Linked DNA regions of Mus musculus: region 1 is linked to region 2. A link is a contact called in public ChIA-PET data. All regions are on one chromosome and are shown on one strand. The core of a region is the stretch at or near the end of the contact, and the rest is flanking DNA. Distances in the headings are between cores, read along the strand shown. Region 1 has its middle 47 kb from the start of Gm25577. Region 2 overlaps Sp4 (trans-acting transcription factor 4).

Region 1 (4,419 bases), core at 1,272-3,771, 200 kb before region 2:
TGAATATGAAATATGTTCATGAATATAAATACAAATAACCATATGTATGACTTCATAATTGGCCTTGAGTATATGACTTTGGAAGAGACAGACCTAGGAAATACATAATATTCCTATTTTCCTAAGAAAATTAGGAAGCACATTTAATTAATACTGAAATGCAATAGAATTCCTATGGAAGTACTGCTGGCATCCACATGAATACCAGATGAGTTCATTACTATCTACGTTATTGCAATGAATACCAAATGAATTAATAATGCTGGAACACTCAAAATGAAGTGTTAACAAGTGTTGTGTTATAACAAATACGGTTAAATATTATGTGATTAAAGTTATTATAAGCTGAGTCTCAATCAAAAGAAAGCAAAATTTCAGGTCCAATACAGGGACTGAAGAGTAGAATCAAACCAGTATTGCTAAGCATCGTGATTCTTAACTTTGAACATCCCTTAAAACCTTCTACAAAATACTATAATCATTTAAATTACCTTGGTTCACAGTGGCAGAGGTGGAGGGTGGAGGTGGACAGAATGATGAGAAGAGGGTGGGAAGGGGGTGGGCTGTGAATAAGAGAAACTCACATCTGAAAGAATTCAGTTCAACTTGGAAGTAAATATATGATTTTCCATACGTGCACATTTAAAAGCATGGAGTTTCTAGTCCATCTTTCTTACGACATGCTTATTTATATAAAATAAAAACTTAATATATTTTAAGAAATTAAACTAATGATTAATAAGAACATTTCAGCTTTCTGACTAATGTCCTACGTTACAGAATCCACACCAATATTCATAATCCAGCCCAACTACGTATATGTACACGACTGCCTGCCTTCTGCTGCAGCAAAGCTGGATTCTGCATGTGTATGGCATTATTTATGCACTTAGATGCAGTGTATTGTAACGATTCATATCTATTATAGATTTAGTAAGACACGAAGGCATAAGTGGATTTAATCAGACATGTAATTATTTTTATGCCTCCAACTCAAAAATATGCGTAAATAAATTTATGGTTATTTGGCAATCAGTGAGAATGGTCTTTATAAATGTTGAAACAGCTGCTGGCAAACATATTTGCAAAAGAAAGAGGATGGTTCTTATCTTCCAACCAGCAAGCGATAAAGGGATGAGTTAGCTGGGAATGCACTGTCCTAGCTGTTAAATATTTGTTTCATCATCTTCAATATTACACAAACATGCATTCAACATAAGGAAACCTGGCATTTCTTTCCCTTTGTGGGAAAGGAGCTCATTTTCTCAGAGGAGCACATTTTCTCAGAGGAGAACCTTGGAGCACACCTATACGTTACAATGCTCTTATTTTCTAGTTCTGAGTAGCTGCTGTCATGCTGTTTGACTTCCACATTCCCGTTTATTCTGTCATTGGTGGTATCGTTCCGGATCTTGAGATGGAACATTCTCATTTGAAATAATGGGCTACGATGGCGTGCGCACTTCTGTCAAATATGTTGATTCTGGCGTCTGTTAGGGTTGCTGCTCTGACTTTCACAGTGGCTTTAAGACATTTGTAAAACTTTGCCGGGAAGGATAGTAACTGGCAATCTTCGAGTTAGCTGGTTATGATTACTTCTCTGTGTTGAAACATCTAATAAATTATGCATCTAAAAATGTAGATCTTGGACAAATACTCTGAGAAAAATCTAATTTTCTTGAAATATATCTTTTTTCATTCTCTCAAGTTTTCAGCTGAAATTTTGTGCTTTGGACTGTTGAGAAATTAATAGCATCGGCATCTGGTATCTTCTCTCTAACCTTCAGCAGAGAAAAAGCTTCTCAGAGCTCTCCTAATGTGTCAATTAGGACCTAGGCAGATTACTTCACGAGGAATTATGTATTTCATTTGTCTAGTATCAGGTATAAAAGAGTATAATATATTAAAGTAGGACACAACCAGGCACACTCGCGCGCTCAGGACTGGGATAGGCCATGTAAATAAAGCTGTCGCCCTGGCTTCCCAAGGTGAAGACTGTATCAGCCTGCGTTCTATGCTTATGATCATTTCCAATACTATCCGGTTGGGGTTAGTTAGCAGCCTTAGATGTCACGGTCACCCGACTTTTGTAAAATCATGGGGTTTCCTTTCATTCACGTATGTTGTTTCAGTGATCAGTAGTATTTCCAATAAATCATACACTAGCCAGTTGAAAGAGCTTCTGCCTGGTATGGGGGGGAAAAACCCTGCAAACGCGGCTAACTGATGCTTCGCCCGCTGCCCAGCTCGGCCGTGAGAGAAGCCGGGATCCTTGGAAAACCGCAGAGCGCCCTCTGTTGATGAAAAAGGCAACGCGCAGCGCGGGAGCGGACCCCAACCCTGTGGATCTGAAGCCACAACGCCGCGGTCGAAGAGTCCCATTTCTGACGTGGGAGAAAAAAATCCCGTTTAAAACTATAAGAATATTGATTTTTCTGGACACAGAAAGCACATATGACTGCAAGCTCCAAGAGAATGGTAGCATGGTAAGTATTTAAGTAGATACACGCACAAACATGCTCGTCTTTCAGTCTCTACTTGCCTAAAGCATTGGGTAAGGAGGCTTCTTTTCCTTCGATGGACACTCTACACGGGTTTGTTTCTATTCGTATTATTTGGGAACTGCCAGAAAACATGGCGTGAGCAATGATGCTAAATAGGTAGAGTCTACATTTCTTTTTCTTTCTTTCTTTTTTTTTTTAATGAAAGACTATAACTAAACCTCCTTTGAAAACACACACACACACACACACACACACACACACACACACACACAGCTACATCCCTTGACCTCCAAGAAGGAAAGACCAGAAAACAAAACCGCCACAACTGTTGACTTTTGCTGACTTTGGCTTAGTTTGTGTTTTATCACTTTCCAACTAAGTTCCAGCAAGCCTTTATAAAATAGTATACTGGGGTACAAAATTTTATTCGTGTGTGTGTGTGTGTGTGTGTGTGTGCGCGCGCGCACACGAAATTTAAAAGCAGTAATTCTATGATAAGAACTCTTCCGTTCTGTATTTCCATTTACTTCCTATTGGGTTGGGGAAGAAAATTAGTCTCACAGAAGTAACATCTTTACATTTTAAGGTCACTGCATATGCTAATTAGTTTTAAAAGCATAGTTGTTTTAGGATACCTTGTTCTGCCCAGCTTTTAGGTAGCAATTGAAAACGTTGCGTTCTTGACTTCCAGTTGTTGGGTGTTACAAACGTTTCTGAAAGACTGTATTCGGGAACTTGTTCAGACATACTGATGGCACAGGTGCTTATTAACCTAAAGCTGAGTATTTACAGCCACAGAATTAACTTGAGTTTGTGATTTGATTGCAATCTTTAATTCCTTTGTCTTAAAAGAAGACTTCTCTTTCTTGTAAGTTTCCTTTTCAAATTCAAAAAAGGAATCCAGAGACAAAATATTAGGCCTTGCTAAGAGAGTCACCAAGAAGGAAGGGAGGAGGGATGTGGAGAACTCTCAGAGTCGTTGCCAGCAGCCACGAAACTCGCCCAGATAAATCGCTCGGCGCACATTTTGATTTTTCCTCACAAAGACAATAAGAGTTTTAAAATAATATGCCTTTAGATTTTTCCTGTATCTTCCATCTTCGGCTATTTGAAGTCCCTACATGAATTCGATCACGCTCAACAGGATTTGTTCACTCAAGATGGGGCACAGGTGCTGAGGAAGTAATTTATGACCAGAGCCAGAATCCTGAGCTGAAGCTAACAGTGGGTACAGCAGTGCCTGGGAGGCTGTTAACATGCAAATCCCCACGAAACAGATGAAAACTGACAGACTTGGTGTCGTTCGGAGATTTCAGCCCACCCCAGTATTCAGGGGAACTGCAAACAGAGGAGGGCGAGACACTGCCGGATCCCAGGCTGGCCAGAGCATGTGCCTGGGACACCCTCTGACTTTTCCCCATATTATATCAGCATTAGCCCTAGTACTTTGATATGGTAAGCTTTAGGCTTTTTTTTTTTAATCAATATACATTTTATTGGGAATAGGATTATGCCATTTCTTTTTCAGACAGTAAAATTACATGAAAATGGTGTATACCGGAAACAACCCTGATAAACATGTAACTTTCCCCCATTGCTTATGAGCAGCTGAAGATGAATCAGAGTCTCAACATTTTGAAGTGAAAATGAGAAAGATGATTTTCTTTTATTTCTGTTTTTTAATTGAGATTTGAAAAGTCAGCTACATTTACTCACAAATGGAAAATTTAGTTTAAAAAATCATAAATCAGCTAAACTCAATTTATATGATAAAAAGGTATTTAACAGTTTAATGCTTCCCCTTTCCCAAATAATTTTATCCTCACAAATTGCATTGTAAAATAATTTCATGCCACTGTACAATATTTTAAGCACTTCATTTTAAGAAACACTAAATATTTTAAAAAGTAGCCCA
Region 2 (4,274 bases), core at 493-2,992:
AACCCCTCTATGTCATATGGGAGGGGAGCTTTTTATTTCATTTCGCCTTGTTTTGACAATTTTTGCCTTGTTGGTCTTTTGCCTGGTTGTTCTGACTTTAGTTTCTATGGTTTAGTTTTCTTTTGAAAAAGAAGCAACATAAAGTTGCTTGGATAGAGAGATGGAGAATTTCTGGGGGGGCATCAGGAATGAAAAGCATGGTCAAAATATACTGCATGAAAAAATGAATAAAATTTTCTATATTATAGTGTTATATACTAAATATTTTAGAGATAGTTACAGTATGTTATTATTATAGAGATACATTAATAGTGTCTAATTTTGGTTTTACTTCTTATTCCACCTTGGAGAATATCTGATTTTTTTTTTTCAGGGTAGGGGAACAGATCATCTAGTTTCTCACTGTTTAAATACAACTTTAGAACCCTGGATTAAGTTGAGGAAGCTCCCTTCCATTGCCTTTTTCTCCCCCTCTCTTTCTCTCATTTTAATCATAAAGGGTTTTTAATGCCTAACACTTTATTGCATTTATTATAATAATTATGAGCTTTTAAAAAATCTGTATAGTTGTTACAAGTCAAAGGATTTTTGCATATGTATGGTAAAACCCTCCTGGTTATGGTGTATAATTCTCTTTATAAGTGACTGGATTTTGTCTGCTGCACCCTTTTCCCCCTCCTTTCCCCCTCCCTCTCTCTGCCAGCCTCTCTTGTGTCTCTGTCTCTGGGGAATGCTGGCATCATAAGCATGTGCCATACACTGCTTAGTTTGCTGATGTTGAGGATTCTCTTCATATGTGTTCATGAGGTGCTTGTCTCTACTTTTCTTGTATATTGGCCTTCAAGTGAATTGGGAAGTGTTCCCTGTAGTTTTCTTCTTTGAACAAGTCTTTGAAAAGCTTGAAAAAGTTCACACACACACACACACACACACACACACACACACACACACACACACACACTGAGCAGGAGGTGATTATAATAGTACAAACCTTTATCCCAAGCACTAGGTAGCAGAGTCAGTTGGTTCTCTTTTAGGCCAATCTGGTTTACTTAATGAATTCCAGGACAGTCAGTGCTGTATAGTGAGACCTTGTCTCAAAACAAGCAAAAACTTATACATACAGGGGAAAGGGATTTCACGAGAAAAGCTATTTGACTCTCCGCTTTGTAGTTTTTTTTCTGACTAGTTCTTTTTGTTACAGATTTACTTTGACCATTTGTCTTTGCTTGTTTGTTTTTCAAATTTTCTGTTTAAGATGTGTCAGCCTAGGTGGTTGGTGACACTTAATGCTCCTCTAAGAGCCCTTTTATTTTCATGAGATTGATAATGATTTTTATTTGTGAGTGGGGTAATTGAGTCTTTTTGTCTTGGTTAGTTTAGCTGAAGCTTTATTGCTTTGTTGACTTCTGGGAGCATATGTTTTTTTCCGATCTCAAAGCTCACTCTCCCTGTCTACCTGTGCTTCTTTTCACAGATTCACCAACCTGTGGTTTTGCCTTATCTCGAGTAACGCTGTATCTTTCCCTCAGGTGCCTTTGCAACAGTGGTTTCCTTTTAAAAACAAGCCCTTCAGTTAAACTTCAGCTTTCTTACAGATGGTTACAGATGGTCAGTTTCTTTGAGATTGGAGTTCATTCTAGCTAGAATTGGGGCTTTTAAGTGGCAAGTGTGGTAGAGTGCTACCTGATGTAACAGCTGAGTGCTTGGAGGCAGGGACAATAGGCTCACATTTTCTTAACCTTGCCTCTTCCGGCTTGGCAGCTCTAATTTATGAACTGTGCATGAAGGTCAGGAAACACCTAGGCCATATCATTTTCATCAGTCACAATTACTGCAGAGTTCAGTAAGTTGGGCACTGGGTGCCTTTTAGCCACACTCAACAGGAGCTCAGCCTCAGCAACAGGCAGTAGAATGAGAAGCACTGTGCCCTGCCCCTCTCTGGAAGAGGCTGGAGGGAGGAAGCCCTCATGGCTGTACTGTTCTGTAACTCTCCTTTGTCATGGAGGTGGAAAGGAAGAAAAGGAGTTAGTCTTAGATCTATAGACTCCATTGTTACATACTTTAGATTTCAGAGAGAATATTAGTTTTTGCTGTTATTAGTTTTTAGGACTATGACCAGAGATTTTTGAATAGTGTATTGGGAGGTAGATTTATAATTTATTAGTTTTGCTGGGAGGGGTTCATGGAATTCCTTGTCACACTGACCTGCTCTACAAGTGAATCTTAGAACCGTATTCCCCCCGCCCCCCAAGACAGGGTTTCCCTGGCTGTTCTGGAACTCACTCTGTAGACCAGGCTGGCCTCAAACTCAGAAATTTGCCTGTCTCTGCCTCCCAAGTGCTAGGATTAAAGGTGTGCACGGTATATTTTAACTATCTTTTTGATATTTAGAGGATAATTCTCAAGAGGTTTGTTTTCTTTCCTACCTGTGGGTAGCATGCCTACAACTCCAACAATAGGGAGTCTGTGACAGGGAAATCGTGAATATGAGGATAACTGCAACATTATAGCTAGTACAGGCAGTCTGAGCTATGTAGTAGACATAAATTCTGAAGCTTACCACATTTTCATATAAGTGTTTATATAGTACATGACCATATTTGATTTTTTTTTCCTTAATGAAAAAATTTCTCATGTGTTTTTGTTCAGACATACTCAGAAAAGCATTTTCTAATCATGTAGATGGCCTACCTGTGTTTTTGGCACAGATAGAAGCTGAGTTTAGGGTATAATGGTATTGGTTTTGTTCTGTTAGGGGCAGCAGTGAACCAGGAAAGAAGAAGCAGCATGTTTGCCACATTGAAGGGTGTGGGAAAGTATATGGCAAGACCTCTCACCTCCGAGCACATCTCCGATGGCACACTGGAGAAAGACCGTTCATATGCAACTGGATGTTTTGTGGCAAAAGATTCACAAGGAGCGATGAGCTTCAGAGACACAGAAGGACCCACACAGGTTAGTTGGTTTCTCTTGGAGAGAGAGATACTACTTCGTTTTCGAGTGCTTAGTGAAAGTTGCACTGTTGAAGGTCAAGATGCCTTGCTTTCTTTCTGACATACATTTATTTTACTTACTAAATTTTATCACCAGATTTATATGGCCTGGAATTTTTTCCTTTTGCTCATTAGGATGCTAAATCCATACCATGTTTTTCTAAAGTGTGTGTATGTATATGTATATATTTTTCTAAAGAGTATATATTTATTATATATATATGAGAAGAGAATTAAATTTTGATTGTATAGGTTTTTCCAGTGCAAGGGCATCTTGTCAGTTGGGAGCCAAAGAATACCACAAAGTCATACCACAAAACAAATATCACATAAGAGATTTACTGGGAAGAACAGAATGGCAGCTACCTCTTAAACAGCAGAGGGCTGGGTGAAGGGGAGGGGTTTTATAGTGTTTGGAGCATGTGCAGTGAGCTGGTGGAAAAGTACAGCATGGCTGGTTGACTTTTTTTTGGGGGGGTGCTATATCACTAAGTCATGAGTAGAGATTTTCAAGCCTTAGGAGCTTCAGGTCAAGTCAGGGCAGGGAGTATTTCCCTTTAATCCCTATAATGGTATTAGTGACTCTGTTTTGCCTTTTCAAGCCCAGGGAGTGTCAAAAATAATACAACAAACATCCACTTAACACTCAAGTTATATTTTTTTGTTACTTTTAGTAAATCAACTCACTAAAGAAGTTAGGACCAAAGTCAAAAGCCACCATCAGTCTATGATTTGGCTTCTAGTATATTTCTAAACCAGTGCATATTATCTGTGGGTATACATGGAAGTAGTGTTTTATACAGGCCATAAATATTATATGATACCATCCACATACTTTTACTCAAGTCCACTATGCATGTGTGTTTATATTTTTAGAGATGTGCAGTATTCTGTCATGTGATTATCACACTGATCATTTTGCATACTGTTAGTTATTGGAGGGTTATTTGCTGTCACCAACTTTGCTTCTCTGAAGTATTGGACATGTTTAAGGGGCAAGAGTATTAATCACAGAGAATGTGTGTTTGGTAGTAGAGTCTCTAAAGTGGCTCCTTAACATTTCTGCCTCACTAGTGCTGATCAGAAGTTCTGTTCATATGCTCTCACTGCTGTAGTTCCAGGCTTCAGAAGTTTGTGTTTATCTAAAACTGTTTCTGTTTTTAAAGTTGGCATTTTGTGATGATCCCTGAAATTAAGCATCTTCTTGTGTACGTTGTTTATTTTACTTCTTAGTCGTGGTACTTCTCATTTTTCTTCAGGAGTGTTTCTCAGTCATAT

What was found. ChIA-PET counts read pairs in DNA pulled down with a chosen protein or histone mark.
Region 1: an RNA polymerase II ChIA-PET map of memory CD8 T cells shows a contact between it and region 2, with 5 times the contacts expected there. The contact joins two enhancer-like sites. A contact is called at or near these places in 3 of 115 datasets of contacts at active chromatin or transcription factors (CD4 single positive thymocytes, double positive thymocytes and memory CD8 T cells).

What each region holds. Positions count from the first base shown.
Region 1 is chr12:118,455,818-118,460,236 of GRCm38.p6, reverse strand. No RefSeq gene overlaps it. Among named protein-coding and RNA genes, the nearest start is that of Gm25577, 47 kb to the left of the region's middle. Within about 2 kb of position 2,521, at least 12 of the 459 cell types and tissues checked have an H3K27ac peak or open chromatin away from gene starts, as enhancers often do. A contact at or near this core is called in memory CD8 T cells, where this site is marked.
Region 2 is chr12:118,253,094-118,257,367 of GRCm38.p6, reverse strand. Sp4 (trans-acting transcription factor 4) reads left to right here. Exons shown (of 6, transcript NM_009239.4): 5 at 2,759-2,958. Among named protein-coding and RNA genes, the nearest start is that of Sp4, 46 kb to the left of the region's middle. Within about 2 kb of position 1,742, at least 31 of the 459 cell types and tissues checked have an H3K27ac peak or open chromatin away from gene starts, as enhancers often do. A contact at or near this core is called in memory CD8 T cells, where this site is marked.